Linked DNA regions of Sus scrofa: all the other regions are linked to region 3. The links are chromatin contacts, called in public HiChIP or PLAC-seq maps. All regions are on one chromosome and are shown on one strand. Each heading gives the region's core, a stretch centred on a gene start, on an enhancer-like site or on the middle of the called end of the contact. The rest is flanking DNA. Distances are from core to core; before and after follow the strand shown.

Region 1 (4,563 bases), core at 7-2,506, 190 kb before region 3:
GGCTGATGATAATAGTGCCCACCTCGAGGGGGTTTTGTGAGGATCAAGAAAGTTACTGCGTGGAAAGCAGATGGCAGTGCCTGTCAAGGGCAAATACCAAGTCTTAGCAAAAGTGGGAACAGGTGTGGCTGCAAAGCGCCTCACGGCCTGAGATAAACTCAGGTGTGTAAACTTAAGCCAGGATCTGGGGCACAAGTGAGTTTGAGAAAAAAAGAGCTTAAAGTGGATTATTCACCACTGCGTTCCCGGGGGTGTCCTGGACACAAGGCAGCTCCCGTCCCTGCTCTCACAGAGCTCCCATTCTAGAAGGGGCCGGCAATCAGCAAGGTCCCTGTAGATGACAACTACAAAGACAACAGAAGCCAGGAGGGTGACGAGGGTGGCTGGAGGGCTTCTTCAGGCAGGACTGAGAAAGAACGAACCGCTGCAGGCACCAGCCATGCGGAGGGAAGCTGGCAATAGGGAATGGCAGGTGCCAAGGCTGGTGGGGGGGAGCGATGCCAGCAAAGCAGGGAGCCACCGGTGAGAGGGCAGGACAGAGCCGATCCCCCGGGCAGGCAGCCAGGCAGGGGCAAGGGAGAACAGCACGTCTCATACGGTTCTCTTAGGCCCTTTGCTGTAAAGCATGAACTGAAACAGCCCCGTCTGTCTCTGCCTTAACCTTCAGTCCACGCCACCTGCTCCCGAACCCTTCCGGGCAAGGTCTCTTTCAGGGAATAGGGGAGATTCTGAAGTCACTGAGGAATAAAAACCAAGACAGCAGGGACAGCTACACAGTGGGGCGGCTGCCTCCAAGCCTCTCTTCCTCCAGACTTAGCCCTTCCTTAAAAAGAGTCCACGACAAGAGCCCAAGGCTGGTTAACCTGACGTAAGAAAGAAGCTGCGAGAACTCACCTTGGTCCCAGCTTCAGCAGGGCGGCTCCCTCAGGGACCTCGTGAGGAGAGGCAGGAGCGCTGATCTGGGCGTCCAGCAGAGTGGGCATCAGTCTTTGCCACTTGTGTGCTGGATGCCTGGGCGAGTCTCCCAAGCACCTTGCTCTGTAAAGACTGGTTACGTGTTCCTGGGGAAGATGAGTGGGCCTTGAACACCACGCCGGAAGGTGTCCATCTCAAGAGACGGGTGCTCGTTGTCCCATTTTTCCCTCCTAGGGGGCGGGTCAGGGGGACAGCTACCCCTTGATGAGGGCTTTCTGGGTGCCAGGCACACGCTAAAGATAAAAGTAGCCATAAAGACTTTAAAAAGGAGTTCCTGCTGTGCCTCAGCAGAAACGAACCCGGCCAATATCCACGAGGATGCAAGGTCCATCCCTGGTCTGGCTCAGAGGGTTAAAGATCCGGAGTTGCCAAGAGCTGTGGTGTGGGGTACAGATGCAGCTTGGATCTGGCATGGCTGTGGCCATGGCGTAGGCCAGCAGCTGCAGCTCTGATTCGACCCCTAGTCTGGGAACTTTTATCGGCCTCACCTGCAGCCCTAAAAGAAAAAAAAAAAAAAAAAAAAAAAAGTCTTAACAAAAAACAAGAATGAGCATCACATGGAACAGTTTTGCTACTGGGTAGGTCATCTGGCACAAAGTCCAGGTTCTAGGGGATTGTGAGTTTGCTGAAGGAGAAAGGAATTAGGTTTTGGGGGGTGGCGTGTTGGGCCGCACCCATGGCGTATGGAAGTTTCCAGGCCAGGGATGGAATCCAAGCCACAGCTGCTACCTATACCACAGCTGTGGCAATGCCAGATCATTCAGTCACAGCACCAGGCTGGAGATCGAACCCACGCCTCACCCGCTACCCGAGCCACTGCAGAGACGATGCTGGATCCTTAGCCACTGCAGCACAGCAGGAACTCCAGGAATTAGGGTTTTTAAAGCCAAAATACCAAGCGCTGCCTGCCCCGAGTGAGGAAAGCAAAGCCTCTGAGCTTCTTGTGAGGGGCCCATTTTAGGACGGTGGCATCTGCTGTACACAGAGCACACCAGGTCACAGTTAGTGGCGGAGTAGGTCTGTCCCAGTGTCGGCAGGCCAGGTGGTCAAGGCAGCGTAACACCCTGTACCCAGCTCTTCATCCATTGTCACTGAGATCCGTGATCATCCCTCGAAATACGGCTTCTTATCCCCATTTTATTTTTCTTTCTTTTCTTGTCTTCTTAGGGCTGCCCCTGTGGCACATGGAGGCTTCCAGGCTAGGGATCAAATCGGACCTACAGCTGCCGGCCTACACCACAGCCACAGCATTGCGAAATCTGAGCCATCTCTGCGACCTACACCACAGCTCATGGCAATGCCAGATCCCCAACCCGCTGAGCAAGGCCAGGGATCAGACCTGCATCCTCATGGATGCTAATCAGATTCGTTCCCGCTGAGCCATGACAGGAACTCTTCTTATCCCCCTTTTAAAATGGGAAACCAAGGCCCAGAGAGGTCAGGGACTCCTCGCCAAGGCCACAGGGTTAGAAGGCAGCTAAGCTGGGATTTGAACCTAGGTCTGCCTGGCTGCAAAGGACATAACTGTCACACCAAGCCACAGAAATGCCAGCTCTGTGGGAATAACAAGCAGACAAGTAGGCAGACTCCTCCAAAGTCTGAGGACGGGGGACAGGCAGGGAGGAACCAGCTCAGAATGCAGGGGCAGGGCTCCCTCCCAGGCCCCTGGAGCTGCTGAGAGGCTGGGCCAGGACGGCCAGGGAGAAATGTGCCATTTCTTCCAGGCTACACCCACCTCCCACCACCCCTCCCTCAGGATGCCAGGGGGTGGTTTTTCAACCCAGACTTTCCAACCTCACCCCTCCCTGGGCGGCCAGACGCCTGGGCCCCCCACAGCCCGCCACCAGCCCTGTCTCCCTCCTGGAGCGGCCGGAAGCCCGCAGTCGCTCTGCAGACACCCCCTGATGGAAACAGCTCATTATAGGGTGGGGGAAATGTGCTAGAACATTAGCTGAATAAATCAAGCGCTCCCAGAGCCCGCAGCCACTGCTGCTGCTGCCGCCGCCCAGCAAAGCAGGGCCACGGCGCCCACCCCCGCTGGGTCCGGGGGAGCAGAGAGGGGGCAGAATGCCGGCAGGGCCAGCTTGCACCCTCACCCTGAAGCTGCCTCCCCGTGGAGCACAGAAGCCTATGTGTGCTGACGGCTTGGGAACCCAGGCCGCAGGGGGGGTTGAATCCCAGTGCTGCCTGCCACTTGTTAGCCTGCAGCCCAGAGTCAGAAGGGCCTCCTGGAGCCTCTGCATCTTTATCTGGACAATGAAGCAATAACAGGCCCTACTGACGGAGGGCCTCTGACAGCCGGTGCCCCCCGCAACTCACTGCAACTACATGAGAGCCCGTGTCTTGCAGAATGGTGGGATTTAGAGCATGTAGGCAGGCTCTTTCCAGTGCTGCCAACCCTCTCCCCAAGGTCACTACCAACCCCTGGCACACCCACACACTCTACATGAGGGGAGACCTGCGAGGCAGCCAGGTCCTGCAGGGTGGTGGCACCTGCAGGGCAACAGACCTCCCCTCCTGCGTATCCAGCAGGCTGGCTTCCCCACCAACTCCACCCTCCTCAGACAAGGAGACCCCAACAAGGGTAAACGGGCTGCCAGGGACCAGGAGCCCCAGGTTTCCTGCACCCTGGCGCCCTTGTGTCCTTCCCAGCCACAACCAGGGAGCAGTGAAGGCCTGGCCCCAGCTGCCGTCCCTTCTAGCCGCGGCTCAGGTGTGAACCCACTGACAGCCTGAAGAGACTCCTCCCTCCCTGGGCAAGACTCAGCCTAGAGGATCCTAAGCAGGCACCCACTTACACCCCCTCCCCTCCCCACTGGTCTAGGTAGGGGTGGGGGGTTGCAACACCAGAGCTCCTTAGCCGGGAAAGCCACTGCGAGAGAGCTAATTCCTCCTGCTCTCTGGGGGGTGGAGAGAGGGCTAGAGAGGAAAAAAAAAATTCAATTACTAGACCATCTATTTGTCAACTCCTCCCTTCCCATTGACTTAATTTTCTCCAGCCAGACCCAGAGTCAGAGAGGCAGAAGGAGTGAGCCCACCAGCCCGGCAAGGGAGGAAGAAAAGAGAACTGGAACAGGGAGACAAGAGGAAGCCCCCAAATGGACCCAGGGGTGAGCCTATTAAATGCACACCAAGGCAGGATGCCTCATTTGGGCCAAGAAGGAATAAGCAGCACCAGAGATGAGGAACAGATATTTCTGTGTGTCTAGCCCTGCCCAGGGACTCAGAGCAGCATAACCTCCTCCAGGAAGCCTTCCCAGATCTCCCAGGCTGGGTTAGGAGCCTCCTCTGGGCTCCACCACCCCTATGGTTCCCCCAATATGGGCTGTTAACTTTCATTCATGTACCCAACAAACATCTGTGGAGCATAGTATGTGACTGGCTAACTGCTGGGAACAGAGCTGAAAACAAAAGCTATGGTCTACCAGGAAAGACTGATAATTAAATAAGTATAAACCCATGTGGATTATCTACTGCTGTGTAACAAATCGTATCAACCCTTCCTGGCTTAAAATAACAGTAATCGCCGTCTTCCCTCCCGTGATTTCTGTGGGCAAGGAAGTTGCAAAGGGTACAGCTGAGCCCTCC
Region 2 (5,036 bases), core at 1,262-3,761, 240 kb before region 3:
CAGCTGCCGGCTGGAGAACCAGCAGAGAAAACCCTCAAACTCATGAATGAGAGGTGGAGTTTCTGCCCAGGGCCCAGCTTGTCTTACTCCCCAGTCAGCAGAGGTGGGGCGTGCCTTTGGATGGGGTGGGATGAGGAAGGGGAGCCCCTCTGCCATCCTATCTCTCAGTGGCCTCGTCAGACCATGAGCAAGAGCTGGTGCCACCTGCCCATGTGAAAAAGATGACAGGAGGGACAGGACATGGGTTCCAATTTTCATGGCCAATAGCAATTGCGGTGACAACAGTCACTGCTAACACTTATAAAGTGTGTATCAAGTATCAGATATTCTTCTAAGAACTTTACAATTCGACTTTTAACTGTACTACAAACCTGAGAGGGACATTATTATTCTCATTTTAAAGAGGAGGAAATGGAGTTCCCTTGTGGCTCCGTGAGTTAAGAACCTGGCATTGTCACCGCTGTGGCTTGGGTCACACTGTGGTGAGGGTTCAAGCAATGGCCCAGGAACTTCCCATGTCACAGACCTGGCCAAACAAAATAGATCAATGCAATAGCAAGATGCAGAATCCGAGACCCAAATAAGTGCCAAGCCCAGCTGTGACCCCCAGAGGTCTAGCTACGGAGCGTGGGGTCCTACTCGCCACACTGCCCTGCTTGCTGGGCTTCCTGGGGCCCGAGACGAGGAGTCCGAGGCTCTGGATGCAGACTCAGCAGCGAAGAGTGCCATGACCCGATGCTGGCCCTGCCAGTGCGGCAGGATGGGGGCAGGGATGGCTAAGGGCAAAGGTGGGACTTGTGCTGGGGGTTGGGAGCCTATACTCTTTGGATAATTCCCCTCACAAAGACCTCGTAGCTAATTCCATAAATTCAAAACACATCAAGGGGACTTGTTTAAAGTCAGGGAACTCCCAAAGTGGTAGAACTGGGATTTGAACCAAGCCATTCAGACCCAGATCAGCTTATGGGTTCCCAGAGAGGCAGCTTATCCCCAAGAACCCCTGGGTACCAGGCTCAGTGCCAGGAACCAAAAGGAGAGAGAGGAGGGTGGCCACCCCAGGAGTCCCGTGAGTGCCAGGCTGCCAGCCTTGCAGACTCTTGCAGGCAGCTCGCTGGCCGGCAGCTGCAGTCCAAGCAGCATGAACTGTCACCATGGCAACCACGGCCAAGGCATTTCGGGCCTGGTGTGCATCGGGGTGGGGGGGCGGGGGGGCTGGCTGGATGTGGATGCGGATGCGGATGGCTGGCTTTCTGGGTGTGGGAGGCGGAAGAGGGAGACGGCAAGCAGGCTCCGTTCACCTGCACTCTTCCCAAATGCCTCCCACAGCTAGGGGTTTTGGGCAGAACATGCCAGAAAGCAGCCCTGGGGAAAGCTAGGGCAATGGGGGAGGTAAGATGGATGCAGAGGGTCAAGGGAGCAGAAGAAAAAAAAAAAAGGGTGTGCGGAGTTTCTGGACAGCTCTGGATAGACGCGCAGGGAGGCCCCCCACTCCCCACCCCCGCCCCATGCCCCTGTTGACAAGCCTATTTTCCTCACTGGATCCAGGCAGGCAGAGGGTGAAGTCCATTTATCCCATTTCACAGATGAGAAAAGTGAGGATGGAAAAAGCCCTAGACTGGCAGTCAGTACCCCTCTCTGCTTCCCACCTAGCTCATCTCCGCTCCTACCACCTCCTATTTCCCCTTCTATGACACAAAAGTCCCACCCACGGGAGTCTATATGCCTGGAGGCAGGATCTTTGCCTTGTTCATTCATTCAATCACTCATTCATTCACCAAGTATCTCCTCCATATCGGACCCTCTGCCAGACACTGAGCACCTGAGATAAATTGGGCCAACCCTCTGAGACGCTCCTGCTCTAGTGCTCATGCACACAGTAGGACCTCAACAAAGCTCTGCAGAGGGATGTCTGGAGGCAGACTTGCATTCAAATCCTAGCTCTGTCTCTCAGGTGCTATGTGATGCTGAGCAAGTCTCCTTCTCTCGTGAGCCTCATCTGTCACATACCAGGCAGGGGCAAGGGGAGAGGACCAGTCCCCAAGGTACCCCAGCCCTGGTTCCAGGATTCTGTGGTCTGTTCCTGCAGGTTCTGGCACGGCCAGCTGAGATTTCCAGTGAGGAAGCTAAGGAGCCCCGACACACAGCAAATACTGTGCTCTGAGCCGGGTGGAGCTCCCACCCCACCCCACCCCACCCCCCAGGCAAGCTGAGGGACAAGTCCCACGGTACTGTGCCCCGGCTTCCCTAAGACGAGTTCAGAGCCCCTGGGTGGGAGCACGGGTCAGGGGATGGCAAAGGAGCTGTGGTGGCTGCAGGCACAGCCTCCAGACTCCCAACTCCTTCCTTGAGATCCGAGGCAGTCTGCTATGTCACAGCAGGCCAGGCCAGGCCAGGCCTCCTCCTAGTCCCTAGGCCCGCAGGCAGCCAGCCAGCCCGGGAGGCAGGGGGCGTGTTGTGGTCCAGGCAGGGCTTGGCCAATGGGGCCCCAGAGGCGAGCCACTCCCCTCTAGGTCCAGTCACGGGGAGAACAGAGGCCCTGGACAGTCAGGGCCTGGGCTGGCCAGGCAGGCTGAGCCAAGACAGCTGATGGGGAGGGCATCTGAGGATCAGAGAGGTGCACTCTCAGATGCCAAGCGCTGGCCCCCCGCCGCAACAGACATGGCCAGATCGGATAATCCCAGGCCAGGCCCCAGCTGGTGACACGGTGGGCTCTGTGTCCCTTCTCCTCGGCCAGAACCATGTGACACAGCAGCCGGGTCAGAGCAGGAAAGGCCACTCGGCCCAATCCCTTCACAGCTGGGCAGACTGAGGCACGCAGAGGGAACGGCTGGCCCAGGGCAAAGCCTCCTGGGCCGGGGTTCCTTCTGGGCAACCTGTCGACAGGCCCACACCACCAGCCTTAACCTGATTCCCTCCATCCCCCAGGTAGCACCCTTGCTCAGGCCCGCACCCTGCTGGCTCCCTGGGTTGTTTCCACAGCCTGTCCACAGGCCTCCAGCCTCCCCACCTCCTCCTTCCAGCCTCTGTGCAGCACTAGAGGGATCTTTCCAAAACCCGAATCCACCTCCTGCACCCTGCCTTGCAGGAGACCCCACCCAGTCCCTGCAACTCCTCCCACTGTGGAACTTAAGACCACACAAAACTTCACTGATGAGCAGGCACCTCCCCTGCTCAAGACTGCCCCGGGGCTTCCTACCCCTCTCAGGTTCAAGGCCTTCCTCTGCGGCTCCTGTCCCCGCCCCCGACCCTGCCGCCCCCCAACTTCAGATCACATTCAGCAGCTCAGAGCACACGCTGACCCGCCTCCATTCCTCTGCCACGTAGGCGCTGCCTTCACCTTGGACCCCAGCATCTGCCCCATCTGCCAAGTGAGTCCCTCCTCCTCCCGCTTCTGCCCACCCACCCCCATCCCAGCCTCTTCCCCAGAGACAATTAGGGCCCCCCTGGCCCCGCAGGCTCACTTGTCTGCATCACAGCCCTGACAGAGCCGTGCTGTCACTGTTTCCACAGATGCCTGCCCCATCAGACAGGGACAGACTCAGGCCTGGCACAGAGCAGGTGCCGAATAAACACTTATGGAGGAGAAAAAGATTTATGACAGGGGCGACCTTGGAGCTGAGACTTGAAGACAAGGACAGTCTAAGGTCCAGAGATGGCTGAAGAACAGCCGAAAGGAAAAGCAGGAACGGCAGGTTCTCCAGGAAAGGGTGTGGCTGGGGCAAAGGGAAGCAGGTGGGATGGCACAGGTACCCGTGTGGGTAGAGACAGAGGGACAGAGGCCAAGGAGTCCCCAGAAACCAAGAAAGCCCCCTGGAGAGGGGAGTGGCCTGCAGTGATGCGCCAGATGTGGAGACCAGCCAGCAGAGAAATCTTAGTGCCTTCAAGAACCACCTCGAGCAGAAGAGCCCCCCTGCCCTGGAGGGGAGGAGCTGACCTCTCAGCTCCCCCCACTTGGCCTGGGCTCACGTCCAATTCCACCACTAACTGTGTGATCACGTCCAATTCCACCACTGACTGTGTGACTTCACGCAAGCTGCCCTGCCCACCTCTGTGAGCCTGTTTCTTCAATTGTAAAAACAGGATTCTAGGTGTTCCCTGGTGGCTCAGCAGTTAAGAATCTCATTTTGTCACTGCTGTGGCTTGGGTTGCTGCTTGGTGAAGGTTCAATCCCTGACCCAGGAATTTCTGCATGCTGCAGGTGTGGCATAAAAAGGGGGGTGGGGGTGGGGAGGGGAGTTCCCTTCGTGGCTCGACGTTTAAGGAACCCGACTAGGATCCACGAGGATATGGATTCAATCCCCGACCTTGATCAGTGGGTTAAGGATCCTGCATTGCCATGAGCTATGGTAAAGGTCACAGATGTGACTCAGATCCTGCGTTGCTGTGGCTGTGGTGTAGACTTGCATTTGTAGCTCCCATTCGACCCCTAGCCTGGGAACTTCCATATGCCGTGGGTATTGCTCTAAAAAAAAAAAAAAAAAAGGCAGAAAGGGGCTGGGGGATTATAACACCTACATCCAAGGGTCAGGATGGGGATGAAGTGAGCAAGTGTTCAAAGCTCCTAGCACACACCCGCCACGTGGCTAACATTTATTGCACGTTATGCTAGCATTAGCGAGCGGAGTGGGCTTCCTACAGAAAGGTATCTGGGAGACACCTATATAGGAGCTCAAACCTGACTGTTGCCATAGTACTTTCTCACACGAGTTCACCAGAACCTTGCAGCAAGCCCAGGAGCTGGTTTGAGAGGTTCTGGGAGAACTCAAAAAGCCGCAACAGTGGAGCAGAGAGTCAAGTGCAGGGAGCGAGACGGCACAGCCCTGCTTCACCCACGCTTCCCCCCGGCCTCTCCAGTGGGTGGGCACTGGAAGCCAGGCCCCAAGGGGCTAGGGAGTCCTTGCCTTGGCCCACTGCCAGCCAGCACTCCAGCAGTATGAGGGAGCTGCCCAAGCTGGTGCCCTGTCCCCACAAAGGTGGCTCCAGGCTCTGAGAAACCAGCGTCCTCTCAGCGGTTTTTCCCACTAGCGAGGCAGAGG
Region 3 (5,132 bases), core at 2,148-4,647:
GGATGGGCAGGGCCCAGTGGGGCGGAGGCCATGACCTTCTCAGGCCAGAGAAGCCAGTTCCTCTTTCTCTTGGAACTGTTCTGACGGGGGGTTCTTTCACGCTGTAAAAGATAGAGGTCGCGCCTTAGGAGACGGGGTTCTGTCGAGTAGAAGACGTTGTCTTCTGGCAGCCCTGACCCCTCCCGTGCCCCGGCTTGCTTTGTGTTCATGGCATCTTAAAAGCAAACACACTGTCCCCTACCTGGTGCTGTGTTGCCAGCTCAGGGGCTGAGGACCTGTCGCAGCCGGAGCCCCTTACCAGGGGTTCGAGCCCTGTACCCCCGGAGTCATATTTAGGTTTCTCACACCCCCATAGAAGGTAGAGCCCCCCCCCCCAGTAGATGAGGAAGGGCTCAGAGAGGTAAAGTGAGGTTCCTGAGGAGCACGGTTGCTGGAGAATGGAAGGGCAGGGCCGGGGACCTGGACTTCTTTGTCCCCAGGCAGCATTTTTAAGCATCAGGTTCAGAACTTATACCAGGAGTTCCCATCGTGATGCAGCAGAAGCGCATCTGACTAGGAACCATGAGGTTGTGGGTTCGATCCCTGGCCTCGCTCAGTGGGTTAAGGATCTGGCGTTGCGGTGAGCTGTGGTGTAGGTCACAGATGTGGCTCGGATCTGGTGTTGCTGTGGTCGTGGTGTAGGCTACAGCTCCGATTCAGCCCCTAGCCTGGGAATCTCCTTATGCTGCGGATGCGGCCCTAAAAGGACAAAAGCCCAAAAAAGGAACGGTTTTTAAACCAGAGAAGCAGAGACACGGCCGAAAGGTCTGGGCTTGACTTCCAGTCATGCCTGTTCCAAGCTGAATGACTGGGGACCAGTCCCCGAGCCTCCATTCTCTCACCTGTGGTCCCTGCTGGCTTGTTGGGAAGATCGGGGCAAGAATGGGACATACCGCACTACGGTTGGGTGGGCAGCTGGCTCCCCTTCTGTGGAAGAGCCCCGCCACCCCTTGCTGGGGGAAGGGGAGTGAGTAAGCCCCACGCCCACCCCTCCCGCCAGCGATGGAGCGGAGGGAGCTCTGGGGCGGCTGGACACCTGGCGGGATTTGCGCTCTGAAGGAGAGGCCGTCAGGAGGCCTGGACCAGGGGAGGGATAGATGACAGCAGTAATCTCTCCCCTCCCTATCATCCCCCGCATCTCCGAGTCCCGCCGTCCTTTAAGGCCCTGGCTTGAGTGCCACCTCTTCCGTAAAGCCTCCCTGATCCCCTAATCCCCGCCTCGCAGCGCCCGCCCGACGCGCCTTCCCACGTCCCTCAGGTCTCTGGGCAGCGATTCATTTCATCCCCTGGACCTTGAGGACAGAGCCGAGCCTCCGTCTTCTCCCGTCCCAGGCCCAGCGCATCCCTGGAGGCCCAGCAGCCGGTGTTTGCTGAGTGCACTGACACGTATAAAGCACTTGGAACCTTTTTAAGCTCCCCACCTGCCTTGTGTTGCCTTCTCCTACCGGGGTAATTTGCCCATTAGCTCCAACAGATGCTTCAGCAGGATCTTGCATTCCTACACCTACACACCCCCACCCTACCCCTTAGTGGAGGCGACCTCAGTGAACTATCTTGCCAGAAAGAGCAATGTAGAAGGCCAGTCTACTTTGGGAAGAGCAAAGCATGGGTGATCTCAGACGTGGAGAATGCCTAGGGCTCACCCTGTGTTTATAGTGATGTGTCTGTTGTTTCTTTCCATAAGCATCAAAAGCACACAGAACTCTCTGGAGAACTGCAAGCGTTGGTGGTGGGAGGCGGGGGAGGCCATTATTTGGGTTTCTTACACTGAAATTGGGGATGGTGGCCAGAGAGACAAAAGTTAGGGTGCTTGGGGAGTTCCCTTGTGGCTCAGCAGGTTAAGGCTCTGCTGTTGTCACTGCTGTGGCTCTGGTTATAGCTGTGGCATGGATTCAGTCCTCGGCCTGGGAATTTTGGAATGCTGTGGGTGTGGCCAAAAAAAAAAAGTTAAAACACTCAGAAAAATGCACTTCTCTGGGCCTGTTTTCTTACTGGTAGACAGCAGTGCTACCTCCTTTCCCGGGGGTGTCGAGGAGTTTATCGTACCCCTTTCCCTCTCTCCTGGTCTCTGGGATGGGGATGAAAGGGCACTTGCTTCTTTCCGTGTGTCCTCTCTGCCTTCCTGCATCCATCCTCTCCTCCTGGGGACTTTGGGGAAGAAGCTCTGGTGTTAGGACAGCCCTCACTGGGGCCTGAGGGCCTGGCTGTGCGAGCTGGGGCTTCTGTCCCCTCCCTGTGGCCCGCGCTCAGCTTGCTTGGCTGGGAGTTCAGTGTGTCACCTGCTCGGTTCACCATCGCAACAGGACCTCAGCCACCTTACTTGGACTGAGCCGAGGCCCCGGGGCAGGAAGTCGCAGGTAGTTTGCAGCCCAGGCTGAAACCCTGATCCTGGGACCCTCAGGCCAGAGCTCTTTTCTCTCCTAATAAAGAGGGGAGGCTGAGGCAGTCCGCATGGCTTTATTGTGGCTGAGCGGAGGTGAGACCCACGTGCTCTGATCTGGAGCACGCTCGCCCGTGCCCTGGCCCCACCGTGAGCGACCCGAGGGGACGTGGCTCACCGCCTCCTGAGGCGTGTCCGTCTGACGCTCAGATCTGGAGAAGCTTTCAGGAGCTCAGAGCATCCATCGCTGGACCCCGGACCGTCCCTCAGCCACGGGAGAGCACGTCCACTCCTCGCACGTGACGGCAGCTGGCTATTTGGAGGCAGGGATCCTGTGTCACTCACTCCCGTGTGTCATCTGAACCTATTTTTAACACCAGCTGGTTCTGTCTCTTCAAGTTGCCACGGCTCTGTTTTGTCCAAGCTGCAGAATGAGCGCCTCTGTTGTCCAAACGGATTCTCTTCTGTGGTCTGTACATAAAACCAAGAGGTCTCTTCCTGTCCCTTCTCCTCTTTTGACCTCACTCCTCTCTGCCTTGGCCTCTGTCTGGGTGATGAGATTCTCTGTGTGCCCTCAGCTACATCTTTGGTTTGTTGATGCTGCTAAAATTCCTTCTAGGAGACTTGGCCCAGAGGGCGCCAGGTCACTCCGATATTTTGCACGGAGTGACGAAGGCTCTGTCTTGATGATACCCATGCAAACAACCCCTCTCCCTGGGACGAGAGCATCCCCCACAGGCCTTTGTCTCTCCATGCAGGAGTGCCACCCCCCTTTCCCCTGCCCCTGCCGGTGTCCTGCACCGCCCAGCTGAGGGCACACAGCCACGGGGCCGTGTGCCCCTGGTGTCCTGGGTGCTCGCTGCGTGGCCCGTATTGCATTTCAGTCAAGGAAAGCTGCACTTGGCGGTGTCACATGCGGGCCCCGTGCTGCTACACGCCTGAGCGTTGAGGTGGGGCCAGGAGGGACGGGACGTGCAGGACAAAGTTCCCCTTTGCAGCCTTGTAAATCAGTCAGGAGAGCTTGGCCAACCTGGCAGCAGTCCCGCCCTTCTCCCTGAGCATTTGTTTTTATTCAGGCTTCCAGGAGCTTCATGTGTATAGAACTGTTTTTAAAAGAGAGGAAAAATAGGTGGGGGATCCCATGCTGGTCTGTGAGGGAAGCTGCCTGGGGGGTCTTGGGGTGGGGCTCGCAGGTAACATCAGGGACATCCCCTAGGGCCCCACTTGCTGAAGGGAGCCTGAACGCTGGTCACCTCTCACAAGTTAATGCAAGATACGAGGTGGGAGGCCCCTGGGAGCTTGTCTCTTGGTGCCTCTGGACTGACCCCGCAGTTCCTGGAGCCACAGGGGAGTCCTTGCTGCAGAGCGAGGACAGGGCCCAGCACTGCATCCAGGACTCGCTGGGTCTGCTGTTTGTGGCGCTGTGGATACTCTGGGGGGTGCGGTGGCTTTGTCAGTGATGCGTTGGGATGCCTGGCACAGGGTAACGTAGGGTCAGGTGGGCCTCTCAGAAGTCCTGGGCCACCCTTCTGCTTGGAGCTGTTCCCCACTGCCTGGAGCAGGAAATTAAGATTCCCTAATAGCACAGGTTCCTCCGGGCTGCTCAGATCCCACGGCCAAATCCAGGTTCAAATCCAGCTTCTCCATGGGAGGGGCAGGCAGTGGAGGTGCATGTGCTTTATTCTGGGGCAGGGAAGTTGGCAGCCAGGTTTGGATGGCAAGGGAGGCCTGGCGGTGGAGGGGCACGTGTGAAACCAGCTGGCATGTGTCCGGAACAGACCAACAAGGCTGAGGGGCTGCTGCCCCGGCGGTGGTGCAGACACCCTGGACTCGTAAAGAAACCCTACTCTTCAGAGAGGAAGTTGTGGGATGAGCCCTGCTTGGAAGTCTCCCTGGCCGCGAACAAAAAAATAAAATGCTTTGCAGGGAGGGGAACCTTCACAGCTTCAGGCAGATGTCTGAAGGCACTTCAGGCTTTCCAAGTGAATGATAAGCCGGAGGCTTGGAGGAGGCGGCTGCAGCTTAGAGTGGGCCACACCGCCCGCCCTGTGCAAGGCCTGTTTTCTATTTACAGAAGAATTTTCATTAGTTTAAAAAAAAAAAAAAAAAAGAAAAGAAAAAAAAGCATGAGTTACCCAACCGCGTGCCCAATTCGATTCTGCTTTTTTAATGCATGTCCGCGTGTGTGCATATACAGAAACATGTTGGTGAGGGGGGCTCAGGGGTGGGGGCAGGGGGCGGGGAGCCCAGATGTCACCCGCAGGCTCTGAGAACAAATGGGTTTCTGGATGGTCTTTGACCTCTGAACCGGGTCGTGCGGCCGAGTGTTCCAAGGCGTTGGATTGAGTTTTGACCCCTAAGTGTTCTGTGGTGAACGGGGAAGAGTTACAATTCCTGTTTCTGCAGGAGCTGCTCTTTCCAGCCCCAGCCCCCTGGGTGTAGGCCTGGGTCGCGGAGAGGAGCGTGGGGGAGGAGCCCTAGAGGTCCTCTCTCACCCCACCCCTGGACACGTGGGGAAGCTGAGGCCCAGAGCAACAAGAGACTTGCCCTCTGGCTCCCTCCCAGCCGGACCGAGCCCATGCACGCGGTCTCTGGCTTCTGAGACCAGCCCTCTTTCCGCTCCTGCTCCAGTGGGGGGGGCTCCATCCCCTGCTCCTGCCACAGCCCCGGCGTGGCACAGGCCTCAGTGAATGTCAGGGGTTTTCCGTTTGGG

What was found. HiChIP or PLAC-seq counts read pairs in DNA pulled down with a chosen protein or histone mark.
Region 1: a contact with region 3 is called in an H3K27ac HiChIP or PLAC-seq map of skeletal muscle. The contact joins the promoter of ACOT11 here to the enhancer-like site in region 3. A contact is called at or near these places in 6 of 47 Hi-C or Micro-C datasets (alveolar macrophages, blood, embryonic fibroblasts and 2 more) and 2 of 2 datasets of contacts at active chromatin or transcription factors (alveolar macrophages and skeletal muscle).
Region 2: an H3K27ac HiChIP or PLAC-seq map of skeletal muscle shows a contact between it and region 3. The contact joins two enhancer-like sites. A contact is called at or near these places in 2 of 47 Hi-C or Micro-C datasets (heart right ventricle and skeletal muscle) and 1 of 2 datasets of contacts at active chromatin or transcription factors (skeletal muscle).

The regions. Positions count from the first base shown.
Region 1 is chr6:157,831,024-157,835,586 of Sscrofa11.1, forward strand. It overlaps ACOT11 (acyl-coenzyme A thioesterase 11), which reads right to left and starts at 1,257. Exons shown (of 16, transcript XM_021096589.1): 1 at 895-1,257.
Region 2 is chr6:157,780,305-157,785,340 of Sscrofa11.1, forward strand. The region is part of intron 1 of ACOT11 (acyl-coenzyme A thioesterase 11); the gene reads right to left. Among named protein-coding and RNA genes, the nearest start is that of FAM151A, 42 kb to the left of the region's middle. Within about 2 kb of position 2,512, at least 50 of the 83 cell types and tissues checked have an H3K27ac peak or open chromatin away from gene starts, as enhancers often do. A contact at or near this core is called in skeletal muscle, where this site is marked.
Region 3 is chr6:158,021,499-158,026,630 of Sscrofa11.1, forward strand. All of the region lies in intron 4 of SSBP3 (single-stranded DNA-binding protein 3), which reads left to right. Among named protein-coding and RNA genes, the nearest start is that of SSBP3, 110 kb to the left of the region's middle. Within about 2 kb of position 3,398, at least 21 of the 83 cell types and tissues checked have an H3K27ac peak or open chromatin away from gene starts, as enhancers often do. A contact at or near this core is called in alveolar macrophages, liver and skeletal muscle, where this site is marked.